Regions from separate parts of the Zea mays genome. Here region 1 is linked to region 2. A link is a contact called in public Hi-C data. All regions are on one chromosome and are shown on one strand. The core of a region is the stretch at or near the end of the contact, and the rest is flanking DNA. Distances in the headings are between cores, read along the strand shown.

The links. A called contact is a pair of places that touch in the nucleus more often than the background predicts.
Region 1: a Hi-C map of ear shows a contact between it and region 2, with 3 times the contacts expected there. The contact joins the promoter of LOC542466 here to the promoter of LOC100274092 in region 2. A contact is called at or near these places in 11 of 25 Hi-C or Micro-C datasets (bundle sheath, ear, endosperm and 5 more).

Annotation. Positions count from the first base shown.
Region 1 is chr7:19,796,102-19,801,711 of Zm-B73-REFERENCE-NAM-5.0, forward strand. It overlaps LOC542466 (maize Em binding protein-1a), which reads left to right and starts at 1,413. Exons shown (of 9, transcript NM_001112021.2): 1 at 1,413-1,641; 2 at 1,748-1,858; 3 at 1,942-2,084; 4 at 2,186-2,243; 5 at 2,342-2,390; 6 at 2,457-2,701; 7 at 2,873-2,950; 8 at 5,354-5,479; 9 at 5,596-5,610. The coding sequence starts at 1,483.
Region 2 is chr7:19,609,897-19,615,511 of Zm-B73-REFERENCE-NAM-5.0, forward strand. It overlaps LOC100274092 (dolichyl-diphosphooligosaccharide--protein glycosyltransferase 48 kDasubunit), which reads right to left and starts at 2,650. Exons shown (of 13, transcript NM_001148471.1): 1 at 2,312-2,650; 2 at 1,743-1,879; 3 at 1,531-1,656; 4 at 600-653; 5 at 347-460; 6 at 140-195; 7 at 23-64. The coding sequence starts at 2,594. LOC100272358 (oligosaccharide transferase1) reads right to left here. Exons shown (of 4, transcript NM_001317394.1): 2 at 5,540-5,615; 3 at 4,218-4,393; 4 at 3,278-4,127. The coding sequence ends at 3,529.

The DNA of each region.
Region 1 (5,610 bases), core at 163-2,662, 180 kb after region 2:
TGCAACCTATTTTTTCAAGGGATTTTCCATTTTTCTAACGTCGCGTTTGGATCATTAGAATTGAATTTCATTCTAATGACAGTAATTTAGGCATATATTAACTAAGATAATTCAGTTTTATGCAAAATATATTTATATACTATTATTTGCAAGAAGTCGGTAATACATAAAATCATTTCTAATCCTTAGTTTATTGAGTGAATTCCAATTTCTCTAAAATAAAGGGATCCAAACGTCCAGTAAGGAAAATTAGTTTATTTTTCCTTGAAAAAATATAAATCCTTTGAGAAAATATAGTTGTCAAACTACCTTGCCCTGTTTGTTTCGTTGGAATTGAATTCCATTTTAATAATTATAATTTAGACAAAACTAATTAAGTTCATATATTTATATATGTAATATATTTGTATATTGTCTTAAATCATATGAGAGAGATAGTTATATACTATATTTATGTTATAGCGAAATAAGTAGAAGATTGTGCTATAAGTTGTACATTAGAAAAATAGCATGTAAATCTATAGAATCAATTTCTATCTCTAACTCCATGAATTTGAGATAGGCTTATATGATAACTTTAGAAAGTGGTGGAATGTCACATTCTAGTAAGATTCCAAAATTCCTTAAAATGGAAGGAAACAAACGGGATCTTATTATTTTTTACTTGAAAAACACAAATCTGGAAAATTTCTCTGCGTTTGTAAAAGGCATATATGCCGAAGGAACCACCACCAAGCGGCCTTCCGTGGCCCGCGCACCACAGCGTAAGGCCCATGGCCCAGTAGTACTCGGGCGGTGCTCTGGTCGCTTCCACTCGGTGCGTGCCGCACTGTCCTCCCTGACCGAGACCCCAGGGCGGGGGCACGGATCCCGTCTCGTCCGACTCAGCCCACACGTCCCCACCATATTCCACCCACTGACGCGCGGGCCCGGAGGCCCACCCCACCCACCGAGCACCACCTGTACGGGGATAAACCAGCCCTCTCTCCACTTACCGCTCTTCGTCCACCGAATGACTACTTGTCCTTTACACTGGCACCACCGCCGTCTCCTGTAAACGCATACTCCTACGCGCCCCCCGCCCCACGCACCCACCCATGCCTCTCGGAGCCCGACGCGTGGACCCGGTTCCAAAAGCGCTGTCCGCGTGTCGATCCCGCTGGACGATACTATGGGCCCGGCAGAGGTCCAAGCCAAGCGCGGGGCGCCACGTCGGAGCCGAGGTGCTGCGCGCACATGGGGAAGCGTACACGGGGACGGGAGCACAGTGCACAGCACGCTGAACCCTAACAAAGCAGGCGCCTTTTTGCTCCTCCCTCCCTTCCACGCAAGCGACTGCTGCTGCTTCCCCACACCCCCCGGTAGGCTCACCGCCGGCGACGAGCACGCGTCCCACCACACCCAAACCCACCGCCACCGGTGCTCGCTCCGCCCAGGACCAGCGGGGGAGCCTCCAGATCTCGGCGCGCCGCGCAGGCCAGCATGGCGTCGTCCTCCGACGAGCAGTCCAAGCCGCCGGAGCCGCCCGCCGCCGCCGCCGTGGTCACCGCCGCAGCACCGCCACAGACGCACGCCGAGTGGGTCGCTTCGCTTCAGGCCTACTACGCTGCCGCGGGGCACCCCTACGCCTGGCCGGCGCAGGTGAGGTTCTGCCCCTTTGCGCGCGCTCGCTCGCTCGCCCGGGAAAGTGGTGAGTCCTTGTTCTGACTAGGGTTTCCTTGCTTGCTTGCTTCTCCTCCGACTTCAGCACCTCATGGCGGCGGCTGCGGCGGGGGCGCACTTCGGCACGCCGGTGCCGTTCCCCGTCTACCACCCAGGCGCCGCCGCGGCGTACTACGCGCACGCATCCATGGCCGCGGCAAGTACCTGTGCTCTCCCTTCCGAATTGGGCTTCGATTTGGAAGCGTTTTTGGTGTGAACTGCTCCTTTGCTGCTATGCAGGGCGTCCCTTACCCGACGTGCGAAGCTGTCCCCGCGGTGGCGCTGCCCACTGTGCCGGAAGGGAAAGGGAAGGGTAAGGGCGGAGGCGCGTCGCCTGAGAAAGGCAGCTCCGGGGCGCCCTCCGGCGAGGACGCTTCTAGGAGGTACGGGCTTTCACTATTGCCTTGCCAGCGCAGTTTTAAATTTCTTTTCTCCCCCTTCCTTTCTCTGGTTAAATCCAGTTCGAATTCTGTTGCATGTGTAGCGATGACAGCGGCAGCGATGAGTCATCGGAGACTAGAGATGATGACACTGACCATAAGGTACCAAACAACTTGCTGTGCCACAAGGGACCATTTTTAAATTGCATGTTTTTCCTGTAATTAGCTGGCTTTCTGTGGTTCATGTTTGTTCTCCTCAGGATTCATCTGCGCCCAAGAAGAGGAAATCTGGTAACACATCGGCTGAAGGTTAGTATTTAGTATTCAGCTTTTTTGTCAGAAAGAAGTGAACGATTAAAGATGGGTGTTTTCCAGGTGAGCCGTCTCAAGCTACTGTTGTGCGATATGCTGCGGTTGAGTCACCATATCCCGCAAAAGGAAGGTCTGCCTCAAAGCTTCCAGTGTCTGCACCTGGGCGTGCAGCGCTTCCTAGTGCCACCCCGAATCTAAACATTGGGATGGACATTTGGAATGCTTCTCCTGCCTTGGCTGTGCCTGCAGTGCAGGGGGAAGTGAGTCCTGGGTTGGCACTTGCCCGACGTGATGGCGTTACTCAACTGGTAGGGATGGCCTTTGCTGAATCTTAGCCTCATCTTGAAATTAATTCATTATGTGCATAATTGCTATAGGATGTCTGTTGATTCATGAGTTTTTATCTTATGCAAAGTTACAGACCATAATTGTGCCTTATTCAGACCTATTTCTTTTATCAAAGTTCCTTATTTCTTCAGGACGAACGTGAAATAAAGAGGGAGAGGCGAAAACAATCTAACAGGGAGTCTGCAAGGAGATCTAGATTACGCAAGCAGGTAGACTGGAATCAGTGCATCCTCATTTCCTGCAGAACGACATGGAGAGAATTATTTCATTATAATTGTTTTTGTTTTCTTCGTGTACATTCTGCACACACTCACTAGCTCCTGTGACCTGTCAACCTGGTGAACATCTGTTTTCATGGTAATCACAACAAGGAGTGTTATGGTCGCTGAATCGGTGAGGGATTGGAGAGGGGTATCAATGGGCAGGAATGCCGGCCGGGGGCCTCTGCCCACGGCCGAGAAAGAGGAGGGTTTCTCTCCTCTAATTCTTGCCCTCTTTATTTCTTATCCATTGATTACATAAATAGGCCGGCTGACCACCCCTATCTAGCTAGAGATCCTTATCTTCTTAACTCTCCTAAAAACTCTCAACAAACTACTAACTGATAACCTTCCTAGATAATCTCAACTAATCTTCTAAATAATCTCAACTAATCTTCTAATCTTATCTCTAACTATCCTTATCTAATCTCCCTTGGAGGGCCCATGGTTGCTACTGCCGCAGCCCCTCCGGGGGCCTCCTTAGGCCCTGACAAGGAGACTAAATATTACAATTTGGAGCCAAATTTTCCCAGAATTAGTTGTGTCCTAGTTGTCCTACCAAGATTAATTAGAATCAAGAAAGATATCAAAAGTTACTGATTTTTGCTTAACTGATACTAGTCCATTCCAAACAAAATAATGTCCTTGCTTGGCCTATGATCTGTGAATTGTCTTTGACAAGGAAATGGTACCTAAACCTACATGTTACATCATGATTCATAACCCAGAAAACATTTTGTGGTTCTCTGACAGAGCTACCTCCTGTCATTTATTCATTGCCAATTTTACAAAAGCACAGATGCTGATTAACTAATTGAGGTAGCAAAGATTAATGAGAAGTCCTGAAATGATAGAAGTTGTCTAGCGTTGTCTTTCAGTAACGATGGGTGCATGACTAATAACTTACTAACTTCATATTTTTCAGTTTATTCTCTGTACCAAGTGCTTCATAGGCTTCAAACTTACTGGCTAAAATTTGTTTTTGTGTACCAATCGTCTTTTCGATTTAAAACTAGTATGATGAACCAAATTTATGAAGATTTTTCAGTTCATTATTCACTTTAACAGAGAGCATACATGAATTACGGAACAAAAAGGAAAATATATTATGTGTTATTCCTTTCAAATCACAGGCTGCTCATGAAAGCAGGAATCTATGTTAATCAAAGGATGATGATCTAAGAGGAGGGACAGAACTAATCATATGGATGTGAGGGTCTGAGGGATCTAATGTGCTGTCACAACTAAGAAGCTACAGTCGCCAAAAAACATTTATTCATGCAACTGGGAAAGAAGTACACTAAACAAATGCTAGAGTTTGATGAACTGAAATAGAAGTTTTCACCTTGGAAATTGAAATGTTGTTTCTGGCCCAGGGCACGCCTTTTCTTTTAACGTGTTATGAATTCTTATCAGTGTAAATTTGTTTAGGCAACCAACAGCATGGAAATATGGACACACACAGTAAAACTAGTGATAAGAGCACTAGAGCATTGTATTAATTGAAAACTAAAGAATATGGATGTTTGGAGCCCCTAATCTTAGCTGTTTTCTTCGATGTTCATTATGTAAGTGATATGTTCTCAATAGCAATATGCATGCAAAAAGGCATATAGATATTCATCTGACTACATCATTTTTGGTCCTTTTTATACCTTGTTCGTTATGTATTTTCCACTCTCTAATTCAGTTGGTTGCTATGATGCCCCAAAACCTTGAAAAACAAAACCAAAGATTGTGAATGGTGCTTTCCTGTGAGTATTGATTGAAAACAAGGAAAAGCTAGCAGTGGCTATTAGGTTGTATTTGCTGATTCCATTTCGAACCTCAACTGTCATCGATAAACGATCTTGTTTTCCTCTTCGTTTCATGCTGTCGACCAAGTTCTTGGTGACACATTTTAACTGAACCATTGTGTTGATCCACAACTGGACGACTTGAGTGTTCCAATGTCTGGCCATTGGTCTGAAGTTCACTGCACTCATCTGTTAAATAGTATTGAAAGCACAAATAGCTCTTAGCTTCAAGATATCAATACGAGTTAAAGATTCTAGTTGAGCCGGCCGTACTGTGACCTTCATGCAAAATTTCCAATTACATGGTTTGGATTGCCAAGGCGGGGCTAGAGCCTAGAATATATAATGTCAAATTAGGTATGTAATCTAAGGTGCCTACTCTCCCCCAGATACAGCATATAACAGTATATGTAAGTCAATTGTGGAGCAAAGCTCTCAGTACAGGAAATATGGAAGTGTTGATTCCTTGTTGCATGCATACCTTGTAGTAAAACTCCTATCCTTCATTCTTATGATTACGAAATAATGTTCACACTTACCATGTCTCATATGCCAGCAAGAGTGCGAGGAGTTAGCCCGGAAGGTAGCTGACCTAACGACCGAGAACAGCGCTCTCAGAGCAGAACTTGACAACCTCAAGAAGGCTTGTCAAGACATGGAAGCAGAAAATTCACGTCTGTTGGTGAGCACAACGAGCTTCGCTACCCTTTTTTTTTTCATCATCACATGGTGATGCTACTTCTTTCACATAGTTTCTTGTCATGCCAACATTATCTAACCTTAACATACTTGCAAAAGGGTGGGGTGGCTGAC
Region 2 (5,615 bases), core at 1,400-3,899:
AAAGCTCCAAAAGTAAGCTAACCTTGTTTTGCTATCAGCCTTTTGAACACCAGACTTCAGGAACCTAAATAAAAGGAACAACATATGCACTTTATGGAAAACCAGGGGAAATTAATTCAGTGTATATATGATAGCATACCGGTTGCTAAACAGATCGAGTGATCCAGATAACAGCACCCGAGCATTATTTCTTGCCTTCAAGAAGACATAAAATTTATCAGAGAGAATGAATGGCAACATACATGGATTCTGGCAGGTCAACCATACATTTAATGGATGCAGAACAATGAGCAATGGAATGACTAGCCCACTAATAACAATAAGCAAATAAAACAAATTTTATTACCTGCATAACCGAAACCAATGATATAGCTGACCCAGTGAGCGATGGAGGAGACGCTAACTTAGTCTTTGGATTAGCTGAATATGCTGATGGAGAGGCTGATAGAACCTTCAGAACCTAGGAATATCCAAATACAGAGGAGAATAGGCGATTATAGGGGAACACATAAAAGTACATGTTTTACAGAAATAAAACAGAGTTATGCAACTAATAGTTGGACATGCAAATATCACTGTGCAGAATCCAAAGTACATACCAAACTGTTTGATGGATTAGCCATGTGTCCAATTCCTCGAAACAATACAGGAGCCTAGAAATATGGAGAAAAATATTTAAAAGAAGACAAATTTACATTTAAGCACTGCCCAAAATGCAAAAGAAAACGCTAAACAGAAGCACTTGGCAAGTTTACACCACATCTTCGTAAAAGTGCAATGTTAAGAAATCATAGCTAAGCCTACTCTAGTCAGTAATGAACTCCAGATATATATGGCAAGTTTACACCACATCTTCATAAAAGTGCAATGTTAAGAAATAATATTATAGCTAAGCCAACTCTAGTCAGCAATGAACTCCAGATATATATATAAGTAGCTAATTTTAATTGGAACAGACATATTTTTAGACATAAGTATCTAAGTTAATACTATCAATTGGTTAACCATGGAAAAACTCAGTACAGTAACCCAGACTGAATATAGAAGTAGGCACAGATGTACAGAACAGCATATTAAGACATAATATATGGGCACACTTTAACTGAAAATTTAGGTAGTACGGCCAACAAGATCAAGTCAAGATTATCACTGTTGTAGTGTTGTGATAGAAAAGATGAACAGAAAGCCTGCTAACTGTGAATGCTTAGTATACACATGCTATTCTACACCCTAGGTGTAGATTAATATTCTCAACCAAACTGTTATAATGAACAAAAAAATCAGTAGTCATTGTGTCAATAGTATTCAGTATTTCATAGTCAGTTTTAGCTACTAGGTGTAGTATAGTGCTCTAATGCTGAGTGCCTAAGTATATTAAATTATGGATCCACAACAAAACAGAATTGTGTATTGATAAGTTCGGAATAAGAGTGCACACAAGCATTCAACCTCAATTCGGTTTAATCCAATGAACATGAAAATGTGTAAAAGGTTAGAAAGGTTATGAAGATTCTTAGCATCGCTACTAACCTCAATCTTTTCAGACCCTAGTATCACATCCGAATGGATAAGATCGTCACCAGCAATCAAGGTGTGATCACCTTCAACATCTGTGACGGCATAGTTCATATGGTCAATAACCATTGCCTCTGGATCCTGAAATCATCAAAAACAATGTTGGCTCATTGAGGTCAACGAAAATGTTAAAGATAGGAAGATGCCAGGCCACAGAAACTACTTGCCTCATCAAAATCAACCCCACACTCTGTTGCAATGCCACGAATGAGATCAGAGGCAGAGGAATCTGCCGCCAGGATCATGTCATGCCCAGCATCAATAAATTCGAGGACTGCGTTCTGGTCCACTGATCCACCAAAACCTGACGTGAAATAAAGATTGGCTTTAAAAACAAATCGGGTTCAATCAAGTATTACATCATGGGCAGAGATCAAGGCCCGTTCAGTAGTTTAGTCGAGCAAAGAGCTGCAGTAATCTAGTCAATAGCGACAGGCAACAATTAATACCCTTAGGTCCGCTTCTTTCAACTGGAACTAACTGGCTACCGTCAACTTTCAGGTGAACCTGATTGCATAAATCCTCCGGTCACGGGAAATTCTACCGCGAAATCCCGAATTTGCCATTTACCCGCAGCAGATCACAGAACTCCACTCCACGAGTACGGGTCAGATCAGAAAAGCAGTCAGACTCCGCACGCAAACCATCCCTATTCCCGTCGAATCTATCACCAGAACACACCAACAACAACACAGATCGGGATCCCCGAGAGGCGAGGCAGGAAAGGAGCAATTACGTGGTGTGGAGGGGGCGAAGAGCACGAGGCCGTCGTAGAGGTACTGGCCGTAGCGGTGGAGCGAGAGCTTTGGATCGTCAGCGAGGCGGAAGTCGAGATCGAACCCACGCGCCTGGAGCGAGCCGAAGAAGGCCGAGTGCGACGACCGCACGGCCAGGTCGTCCAGGAGGACGAGCAGCCGGCGCCCGCGGGGCCCCTCTTCGCCCCCTTCCGCGGCCACGAGCGCGAGGAGGGACGCGAAGGCGGCGGCGAGGAGGAGCAGGACGTGGCACCGCGTCGCCATTGCTGCGCAGATCTCGTGTGGGGGTTTTGGGTTGGGTTTGGAGTGGCGCAGCAAGCAGAGCAGGCAGCGACGGAGACGACGACTCGGAGAGGAGCTATAGCGTGCAAAGGTGGAGAGGAAGTGAGCTGTCTGGGCCGTCCGATCGGAGATCGAATGGCCCGGAGACCCGGATCGAGTTCGAGCTTTGCTGCGGCTCCAAAGCGTGCAAAGGGGTCTGTCTCTGACAGGAGGTCCCACGTGAGGCAGCTAGCATTTTCCATTTTCTTCCTTTGCTTCTTTGCGGAATTTGCTTCCGCACATAGTTTTAATAGATGAAATCAAACTGCTAGCACTGCTTTCATAATCAACAGAAGCAAAATTTCCTGTGTTTTTCCCAAAAAAAACACAGAAATTTTTTCCTGCGAAAAAAAAACCAGAAAGATTACTGAAAACGAGCTGATCCCAGTGATCAGAACATTATTAGTGATCTGTTCCAACTACATGTAACATCAGCAATTCAGCATGGTTCAGATCATATCATATGCTTCTCCTTGGGGTTCTCTTGTAAGACTAAGAATTACCAAAAAAGCAAATCATCCCTTAACAACACAAATCAGTCGTCAGGAGAAGCCATGCAAAAAAGCAAATCATCCCTTAACAACACAAATCAGTCGTCGGGAGAAGCCATGGCTTTCTGGATAGGTGATCAGCACAAAAAAAAAGGTCGCCTTATAACAATCTTCAAAATCTGCCAGAACAAACGTTGATCCACACCTCTCCGTGGCACAATTGCCATAATCTCAACAAGAAACTCAGAATGACCCAGGACGGTATGACCAGATGTTCTGAATGCCGATCAAGGCAGTTATCTTCATAATCATCACGCAAAGCTCCAGCCCGGGATGACGAGAGGTTATGAATGCGGACCAAGGAAGCACATTCGTATGATCATTGATCATACTAGCTCCTGCTCCTTGAAGCTGGCAAATTTAGCGTTCTCTCTGTCGTGCTTGAACACAAGGTACAGGGGGCTGTAGAACAGGACACACACACCGAAAGGCACGATCATCATGGTCAGCAGCCCCCTTGAGAGCGCGTACGCCCCTTCCGCTGACCCGTTCGCAAGGTTCACGGTCTTGGTATCATAGCCATAGATCTTCTCGGTGATTAGGCCCACGGCAGGGGCAGCCAACGAGGCGAATGAGCCCTCGAACGCGCGGTCGAAGGCGTAGATCATGGTGCGGTGCTTGGGAGGGACCACCTCGGCGAACATGGGGTTGTTTGCCGAGGTGGCGCACCAGCTTATCGTGATGCCCATGAAGAAAAGCGTGACGGCGAAGGCATACCAGTAGTCAACTGACTGGGGGATGACTGTGAGGAGGATCCAAGAAAACGGGATGCCCATGAAGGCACTAAACTGGGCACACATGACCCGTGCCGAATCTGGGAAGTACTTTGACAGGTGATCTGCTATCACCCCGCCAATAAATGCTCCGCTGGCACACCCGATGGCGAAGAGGCTGTTCAGTGCTGCTGAGCTGTTGTTGTCAAAACCTAAGAGTGTTCAACGATGTTAGAATTCAAATTTTAAGAGCATTGTTATCAGACTTTTTATTAAAAGTATATATATGGTTGCTATTGTACCAATGAGTTCGAACCACATTGTGAAGAAAACTATAGCAGTCCACGGCAACGAGCCAATGATCCCTTGCAGGACAATGATCTGAAACGTCTTCACTTTCATGACAGATCTTGTTGCCACCCAAGAATCCCTCCAGATAGAAGGCGGAGGAAGAACATCTTTGCTTGATAGATGCAACCTGGGAGACAAGGATAAAGTTCATATTCAGTTATAGCACCATTCCAGATCCCATGTTGGTGTAACTTGGCTACAATACAGAAACCTACTAGAAGGCTCTCAAATAACATTAGAGTTCCTAAATGTGGTTTTGCTACACAACGAATGCAAAATAGTTCAGACTAAAAAGAAAAGGTAATGAAACATACACAAAACATCCGACCCTGGTTTAATTCCTACAAGAAAATGAAGAATGTTTAATGGAATAACACACTTTCAAGGAAAAATGTAACATCATGATGAGATTCTATCCGGCAGAATCAGAATCCTTTTTATATACTATTAAATTGCATACACCAACCAGTTCAATCCAAAAGCTTAAGCTGGTGGAAGGAGGTAGACAATTCACTTATATTATATTCTAACACTCCCCCTCACATCGAGCCTCTGACGTGGAATATAGGAGCGAGCAACAATTATTTTATTTAATTGACCAGTTCAATCCAAAAGCTTAAGAGCATCTCCAAGAGCTCTCCATAAAACGACTCCTCAAAATCAGTTTTAAGGGACATCTAAATAATAAGTGGGGGTAGATTTTAATCCTTTCTCCAACAGATCCCTTAAAGCGACAGATTGTTTCTGGGGAGCCCAAAAAACCCCTCATTTGTAGCTACAAATGAGGGAGTTTTAAGGGCTATGAAAAAGTTGGGAGCGCTTTAGGGGAACTGTTGGAGACATGTTTTTGTGTTTTTCTCAAAAAAGTAGATTTAGGGGAGACTTCTGGGGAGCTTTTGGAGATGCTCTAAGCTGGTGGAAGGAGGTAGACAATTCACTTATATTATATTCTAACACTCCCCCTCACATCGAGCCTCTGACGTGGAATATAGGAGCGAGCAACAATTATTTTATTTAATTGCACTAACCAGAATTCAAACTCGTGACCTCTGGCTCTGATAACATATTAAGTTGCATGCACCAACCAGTTCAACCCAAAAGCTTAAGCTGATGGGAGGAGGTGGACAATTCACTTATATTATATTCTAACATATACATCAAAACATGATCTAATATGTCACAAAATTACAAGCTATGTGAGTTCTATTTCGCTACCATAGTAGTATTGATTAATGAACCCCTCCAGCTAGGTGAGATGAAAAGAATAGCACACCTCTCATACTCATCTTCGTCAAGAAGGCGATTGCCAGGTATTCTTCTTGGATCAGTCGCATATAAGTACACAAGAA